2 separate regions of the Mus musculus genome follow, and region 2 is linked to region 1. The links are chromatin contacts, called in public HiChIP or PLAC-seq maps. All regions are on one chromosome and are shown on one strand. Each heading gives the region's core, a stretch centred on a gene start, on an enhancer-like site or on the middle of the called end of the contact. The rest is flanking DNA. Distances are from core to core; before and after follow the strand shown. Region 1 holds the start of Ebf4 (early B cell factor 4). Region 2 holds the start of Ubox5 (U box domain containing 5).

The links. HiChIP or PLAC-seq counts read pairs in DNA pulled down with a chosen protein or histone mark.
Region 2: a contact with region 1 is called in an H3K4me3 HiChIP or PLAC-seq map of bone marrow-derived macrophages, with 4 times the contacts expected there. The contact joins the promoter of Ubox5 here to the promoter of Ebf4 in region 1. A contact is called at or near these places in 10 of 39 promoter capture datasets (the 3T3-L1 cell line, 3T3-L1-derived adipocytes, cranial neural crest and 6 more), 5 of 484 Hi-C or Micro-C datasets (CD8 T cells, embryonic stem cells and muscle stem cells), 3 of 115 datasets of contacts at active chromatin or transcription factors (bone marrow-derived macrophages, embryonic stem cells and microglia) and 3 of 9 other capture datasets (adipose tissue, liver and pancreatic islet).

Annotation. Positions count from the first base shown.
Region 1 is chr2:130,294,220-130,297,762 of GRCm38.p6, reverse strand. Ebf4 (early B cell factor 4) reads right to left here and starts at 1,824. Exons shown (of 17, transcript NM_001110513.1): 1 at 1,614-1,824. The coding sequence starts at 1,750.
Region 2 is chr2:130,628,071-130,631,613 of GRCm38.p6, reverse strand. It overlaps Ubox5 (U box domain containing 5), which reads left to right and starts at 1,576. Exons shown (of 7, transcript NM_001255993.1): 1 at 1,576-1,698; 2 at 2,979-3,125. It overlaps Fastkd5 (FAST kinase domains 5), which reads left to right and starts at 1,612. Exons shown (of 3, transcript NM_198176.3): 1 at 1,612-1,698; 2 at 2,979-3,125.

The DNA.
Region 1 (3,543 bases), core at 575-3,074:
AGACTCGGGGACAAGCAAGCTCAGGCCTGGAAAATGTTCTGTTCAAACCTCAGAAGGCGTTGGGGTTCAGTTATGTGGTCTTGGGGACTCGGAATAGACCCCACTCGAGAACCTTTCTCTGTGTAGAGACACTGTCGGTGACTAGGATTGCTGAGGCTGAAAGTCTCATGCCCAGATTTCTTGCCCCTTCACCCACTGTCAGGATATCATCTCTGGCACCCCTGCTTCCCCCTCATCTAATCTGGCAGCCCTGGGCAGGTAGAGAGAAAAGTCTGAAAGAAACAGCAACTTCCAGTCTAATACACTCAGCTATAACGTCACACGACCGCCTCAGCGGGAAAGCCATAACCAACAGAAAAGGAGGCACACACAGTTTTAAGGCTAGCACAAGACAAACCTTAAGGGGGTGGGGGAAGGGCATGGGAAGGAAATAAATATACCAACACACGGAGAGCAAGGAAATACACCAACACACGGAGAGCAAGGAAATATACCAACACATGGAGAACAGTAGTGTTAAAACATCTGTTATTGTGTTTCTATAGTCTCTAGCTAGACCGTTCTAACTAGAGACTCTAACTTACTGGAATCGGCTCATCTGGAATACCCTTTCCTGTCCAGGAGAGATCATTCAACAGAAAGCTCAGCACTCTCTCTTTGAAGACAGATGTGCAAAAATACTGCACCCCTTCGTCCAGAAAACACTCTCTGTCTAGTACTGGGTGAGGCTGGGAAGCACCACAAGTGATACCTGATCAAGTCTGGGTGTGTGGATGGGAGTGATGTGCCAGCCCTGGTCTGCTTCGACACCCTTCAGATACTGGACAGAAGCTATTTAAAACTTGAAGAGCCAGTGCCTACCCTGTCCTGGATGTCCGCAGGGACACCTACTTAGCGTGAGGCACCGTGAGCATCTGATCAGACGTATAACCTCCAGTCCATGTTGTATAATGAGAGGGAGTGTTACAGAGACCAGGTTCCAGCTGCTGCCGTGACTGAGTTAACAAGCTTTCAAAGTCCCCATCCAAATTCTGGTGTCCATTCCTTACAGAAGTCTCCTGTCTAGTCCCCTATGCCTCCCCCTGAAAAGTAACCAGAGCCGATTCTGCTAATTCCCAAGAGCTTCCAGTCTCCTTCAGGTTCTAACCAAAACCACTCAGACGGAGGAGTCCAGCCTCATTCTCAGCCCCAATCAGTTCAGCAAGGCTAACTGCCCACTGGCTAAGCCTCTCTTCAGCCCCACCCACATCTCTGGTTCTGTACACCACAGAGTTTCTTGCCTTTCTTGTTGGGTAGCCACGGAACTGGACAAGTGGAACGGTAGAGACTGCACAGGAAGAAGGGGCTGTACATCTCTAGATGACTAGTAACTGTGGGCCATGGCTCCAGGTGTGCGGGAGGAGGCGACACCACCTCCAGAACCCTGGACCCTAGTGAGCAACCCGCCCCATATCCTCAGGAAGAAGTCAAACTCACACAGGGTGAACAGGAGACTTCGTCGGGACAGTCAAGAGTTAGGACTCCCTCCACCCCTCGCTCCAGTAGCTAGGCGTGCAGGACGAAGGCGACACTAAGCGGTCCAACCAGCGTGCTAGTTCGGGTGGAGCGCTTACCTCTGCGCCGCGGTGTTGGAGTCCAGGATGCCCGCGCTCTGCATCCAGGAGCGCACCGAGCCCAGGCTGGAGGGCAGCAGCGGCTCCTCTTTCAGATGGAGCCCACCGCGGGGCAGAGCGTCCTGTGCGGGGAACATAAGGACCCGCAGTTCGTGGGCGCCCCCAACTGCCAGGGATCCCGTCCCGCCGAGGCTGTGGGCGTCTCAGCTCAGCCCGACCCGACGGCACCAGGAGCCTCCAGGAGCGCAGCGCTGCACGGAGTCCCGGCGCCTCAGTGCCGCTCGCCTCGCGGGTGCTTTCTCAGAGAAAACGGGTCCCCGGGCGCCGGCGCTGTCCCCTCCCCTCCCGGGGCGCGGGGCGGGGAGATGGAGGGATTCCCCCGCGGCCTGAGAGCCAGTGAACAGACTGAGAGCGGAGCCCGCACCGGCTCCGCACGGAGGCGCCCCAGAGGCGCGCTCTGGCGGCTGCCCAGCGCGGCGGTCGTCGGAGGGGGGGGCGAGCGCCCCGCGAGGTGCCCGCCCTCCCCCCACCCGGGTCTCTCCCCCGCCCGCCCGCGGCGCCCGCGCGGGGCGCTGATTACCATCCGAGAGGGGGAGGCTGCGGCCGTGGAGGTCGGCGGCGGCGACGGTGGTGGCCGGGGCGGCAGCAACAGCAGCAGACGCGCGTCCCGTGGAAAAGCAGGGCCGGCGCCGGGCCAGCAGACGCAGCCGCCGCCAGGCCCCCGAGTGCCCCGGCGCCCCGGGCCTGCCGCTGCCCCGGGCGGCAGCACCTGCAGCAGGAGCAGCAGCAGACCGGCCGAGTCCCCCCGGGGCCCGGTCCCCGCGCCTCCCCGCCGCGGCCGCCGCCGCCCGCCGCTCCCCGGGGCCTGGCCGCGGGCCCTGGCCATCCCGCCGCCGCCGCCGCTCCCTGGGGAGCGGGAGCCGTAGGGAGGGAGCACGGGCAAGAGGAGGGCTGTCGCAAGCGGGTGGGCCCAGGGGACTCGGGGCCAGGGGAGGCGGGGGCGGGGCGCGAGGCCGGCCGAGGGGCGGCCAGGGACGTGACATCATCGGGGGAGGAGCGGCCGGGCTGGGGCCGCGGCGGCGGGGCGGACCCTGACGAGTCCGTAGCCGGGCTGGGGGCCACGGCCTCGGTGGAGGGGCGCCGGGAAGCTGGCCCAGGCCAGGGAAGATGGGGAAAGGATGGGCTGGGGGCTGCGCGGCGAGGAAGCCCGGCCTAAGCAGGGCAGCTCGTCCACACCACGCTGGGGAATCACCACGGCCTCCCCGTCGCCACCAGACGAAGCTCCAGCATCTTTGTGGTCCCATCTTCTTCTCCTAAGTATGCGCCGCCCTCTCCTCAGCCAACGCTTGATTCTAGGAGTCGCTGCACCCTTGGTGCCACTTGACCTCGGCTTAACCTCCGCGCCTTAGCGCTTAAGGGTCTCTCACCTTGTGGTGAAGATGCGGCCCCAGGCAAGCTGAGCTACCCGAGTCCTGCACCTCCCATTCTTGTTCCTGTCCCTGGATTACCTAAACTTAAGTTTACATTCCCACCTGAGTTTTTGAGAAATCTCTTGCTTCTGAAAGCAAGTAGACGTTTCTGAAAGGCTCAGGTGAGCTGGGCTCTTAAACCTAAGTCCAGCTCACCTCCTTTTCTCCAGCCTTCTTTCTGAGTCCGTTCATCTTTTATATCTGCACAGAAATCATCTGGCCTTCGACCTTGGGGCTATCAGCAAACCTTGGTTTGAGTCCAGCAGTTTCCTGCAGAACAGCAAAAGGTTGGGTGGCCTTGTTCATGCTGCTCTTTGCACTCTGAGATCTTCACCTTCCTGGGGGTGAGATGGGGGATGCTCCACGTCAGCCCTTAATATCCTGCCTAGCACTGATCCACAGAAAGGACCCCAGTGACACTAGAGTTCCTCTGCCTCTTCTCCTGACCTCCTGGGTCTCTA
Region 2 (3,543 bases), core at 327-2,826, 330 kb before region 1:
TAAAGTGCCTGCCATACAGGTATGTAAACCTGAATTTGTATCAGCAACAACAATATAAGAGCAGGCCCTGAAGCCTGTTCTGTCTGTAACCCCAGCACAGGAGCCACTAGGTCTGTTACTAATCATCCAATCAGAATCTGTGAGCTCCAGTTACAGTGATGGACACTGTCTCAAAAAGTAAGGTAGACAGTAATTGAGGAAGTTGCCTGATGGTGACCTCTGGCCTCCATATGCGCAAGCCAAGAAAGTCCTAGAAGCATGCAATAACTCTTCCTTTCCAGTACTGTTGACTAGAGGTGGGCTATAAGCTCCTCCCACTTCATAGGAGACTAGGAAACAGCATTTTGCAAAGAGAAACTAGATTGTCATGGCTGCCCAGGAGCAATCAAAGTTTGTCCCCTGGGGGTGGGATTTTTCACTCTGGGTTCATGAGCAGGTTGTAATCAGGTAAGAAGTCCCCAGTCAGTGAGGGCCATGTTACCAATGGTCTGGAAGGCACAGATGTTCAAATGTTCACAGCCAGGCAGGCTGCCTTACATAGAACCCAGAAGCTGGGATGCTGGTCTCAAATCTCTTTGTCACAACCTCTTATATAGCCTGTTTCCCCACCAGTGCCTTGGAGAAAGTATGGTATCTCTCTCAGTTTTCCTTCACAGCGTCTCAAATAGATGGCACTGACAAGGCTGAAGACTGAATAGACACCGACAGGCCTGGGACAGGCACTTCTGTTACATAGGACTTGGGAGAATCTTTCTTACCTTGATAGCCAAACCAGCCACGTGTGAGGCCCTCCTAAGGGAGGTAGACCATCCTGACCTACCCACCTTCAGTTCCAGCTCCACTTTTCCCTTCCCTTCCCTTCCCTTCCCTTCCCTTCCCTTCCCTTCCCTTCCCTTCCCTTCCCTTCCCTTCCCTTCCCTTCCCTTCCCTTCCCTTCCCTTTTCCCTTTTCCCTTTTTTTCCCTTTTTCCCTTTTTTCCCTTTTTCCCTTTTTTTCCCTTTTTTCCCTTTTTTCCCTTTTTTTCCCTTTTTCCCCCCTTTCCCCCCTTTCCCCCCTTTCCCCCCTTCCCCCCCTTTTCCCCCCTTTTCCCTTTTTTTCCCCTTCCCCCTTCCCCCTTCCCCCTTCCCCCTTCCCCCTTCCCTTCCCTTCCCGGTCTCTTTATATAGCTATGGTTGTCCTGGAACTATTTTGATCAGGCTGGCTTCGAATTCATAAAGATTCACCTGCCTCTGCCTCTTTAGTTCTGGGATTAAAGACGTGCATCCCTATGCCGGGATCCTTGCATACATTTTCATCTATCCATTGCTAGTTCCTCTTCTGAAAGCATTTTCACTATTAGAAATGCATCATGATTCTCTTTGTATAGATGACAAACTAGGCTTGAAAAGTTTGTGTGACTTCTTCAAAGTCATAAAACCCAGAACCTGTGCCAATTACTTCTGCTCAATTACTTTCAAAGCGACCCATCCAGGATAATATTTTTCCCTCTCCATGTTCTAAGGTCAGAAACTAGAAAATGGTCATGGAAAACTTCGACTACGGTTTTTTGAACCTCAGCGGCTCCGGTACCAACGTAAGCGGAAGGTGAGGGCCGCTGGCCGGAAGTGGGTTGTGGAGCGGTTGATGCAGGAGTCTGTGCATTGACTTACCCGGGGCGGCCCGGGACTGGAGTTAGGGAGCTGCCTTCGCGGGCTTCAGGTGAGTGGGCGGCCGGGGAGGACGAGGTGGCTCGACTTGCTGCCTGCACTCTGGCCTCGCCGGGTCCGGGCCGCGCGCTCCGCCATCCCGGTTCTCCCGGGCCTGCTGCGCTTCCCCGCGGGCTGTCCTCGTGCCGCCCCGGAGCACCTCTCAGCATCACCCTCTAGGGTCACCTTATCACGGCGGACTGCTGTGAGAGTGGGTCCGGACGGCGCTTTTAGCCCCCTGCGAGGTGGAGATCGAGTCTGCGTCTCTCACGGGGCTGTTGTGATAGCAGTCTCCCTGGTCTCTCCGTTCCAGTGTGCACGTGAAGCCCTAGCAAAGTGACTTAGCCTAGGGTCTCGGTCGGCGCCTGCGAGTCGGCGTTTCTGATCAGCTTTTCGCCAGCACTTTGAGCAGCGTTTGATGTAGGGCTTAGGACGGGGTGAGGCAATAGGACAAATATCCTTTCTTCATTTTAAGCAGTTTCTGGTTGTACAAACCCAACTCGGGCCAGGAGTGGTTCTCCCTTCTCTTTCTCCCCCCGGGGATAGGAAGTAATTGCTCCTTTTCTGTTAAGATCTTTTTGCTCTAACTCGGGAACTCTGGACAGGAGCCTTTATAGTCGATAGATTCACGCCTCTTCTCAGAGGCTACATTGCTCACTTGGTGTAGGCATCTGGGCATTGCTTCATCCTGTGACGCTCATATATAGATACTCCAACGTCAGAGGGAACTGGTATTTTGTGCTCATGTTTTCTGCACTTTGCCCACACTGAGGACCCAGAACAGTGCCTTTGTTTTTTGTTTGTTTGTTTGTTTTTTGTTTTTTCGAAACAGGGCTTCTCTGTATATCCCTGGCTGTCCTGGAACTCACTTTGTAGACCAGGCTGGCCTCGAACTCAGAAAATCCGCCTGCCTCTGCCTCCCGAGTGCTGGGATTAAAGGCGTAGAACAGTGCCCGGCTTAGAACATTGCCTTTCTAGAACTAGGTTCTAAGGCTTACTGTCCTCAGTTGCCGAAGGCTAGCCCTAGGGAATTTAGTCCTGCTTGGTAGACCAAAATAAAATCTGAAGACTACTATTTCATACAGCTGAGAGTTGTGCCGGACTGATGTGCCTGTGTGTCTTTCTCATTTATCTATCTATCTATCTATCTATTTATTTATTTATTTATTTATTTATCTATTTGGTCCCCAACGGAGTCTTGGCATTTATCATGTAAATAGGTCAATTTATATTTTTTTATTATATGTGTATGGGTGACTTCCATTTATGCATGTCTGCACCATTTGTATGCAGTGCTGGAGGAGGCCAGAAGAGGGCGTTGGATCTCCTGGGACTTGAATTAAGGTTGATTGTGAGCCACAGTGTGAGCGCTGGAAATCAAACCCCAATCCTCTGGAAGAGCAGCCAGTACTCTTAAACACTGAGCAATCTCTCCAGCCAGTAAGTCATCTTTTCTTTTTCTTTGTTTTTTGTTTTTTTTTTTTTTTCAAGTCAGGGTTTCTCTGTATAGCGCTAGCTGTCCTGGAATTTGTCCTGTAGATAAGACTGGCCTTGAACTCACAGACATCTACCTACCTCTGCCTCCCAAGTGCTGGGATTAAAAACTAGCTCTGTCACCACTCCCACCACCAGGCTTCATAAGACTCCTTTCATATAAAAGAATTCTGGCCAGCCATGGTAGTGCACTCCCCTCCCCCCCTCCCCTCCCCAGTGCCACCACAAGACAAGGTTTCTCACTGTAACCAGCACTGGCTGTCCTGGACTCGAACTCATGAGATCTCACTGCCTCTCCCTCTCGAGTACTGGACTAAAGGCATGCGAGGCCTTGCTTGGCTGGTGGTGCCTTTTTTTTTTTTTT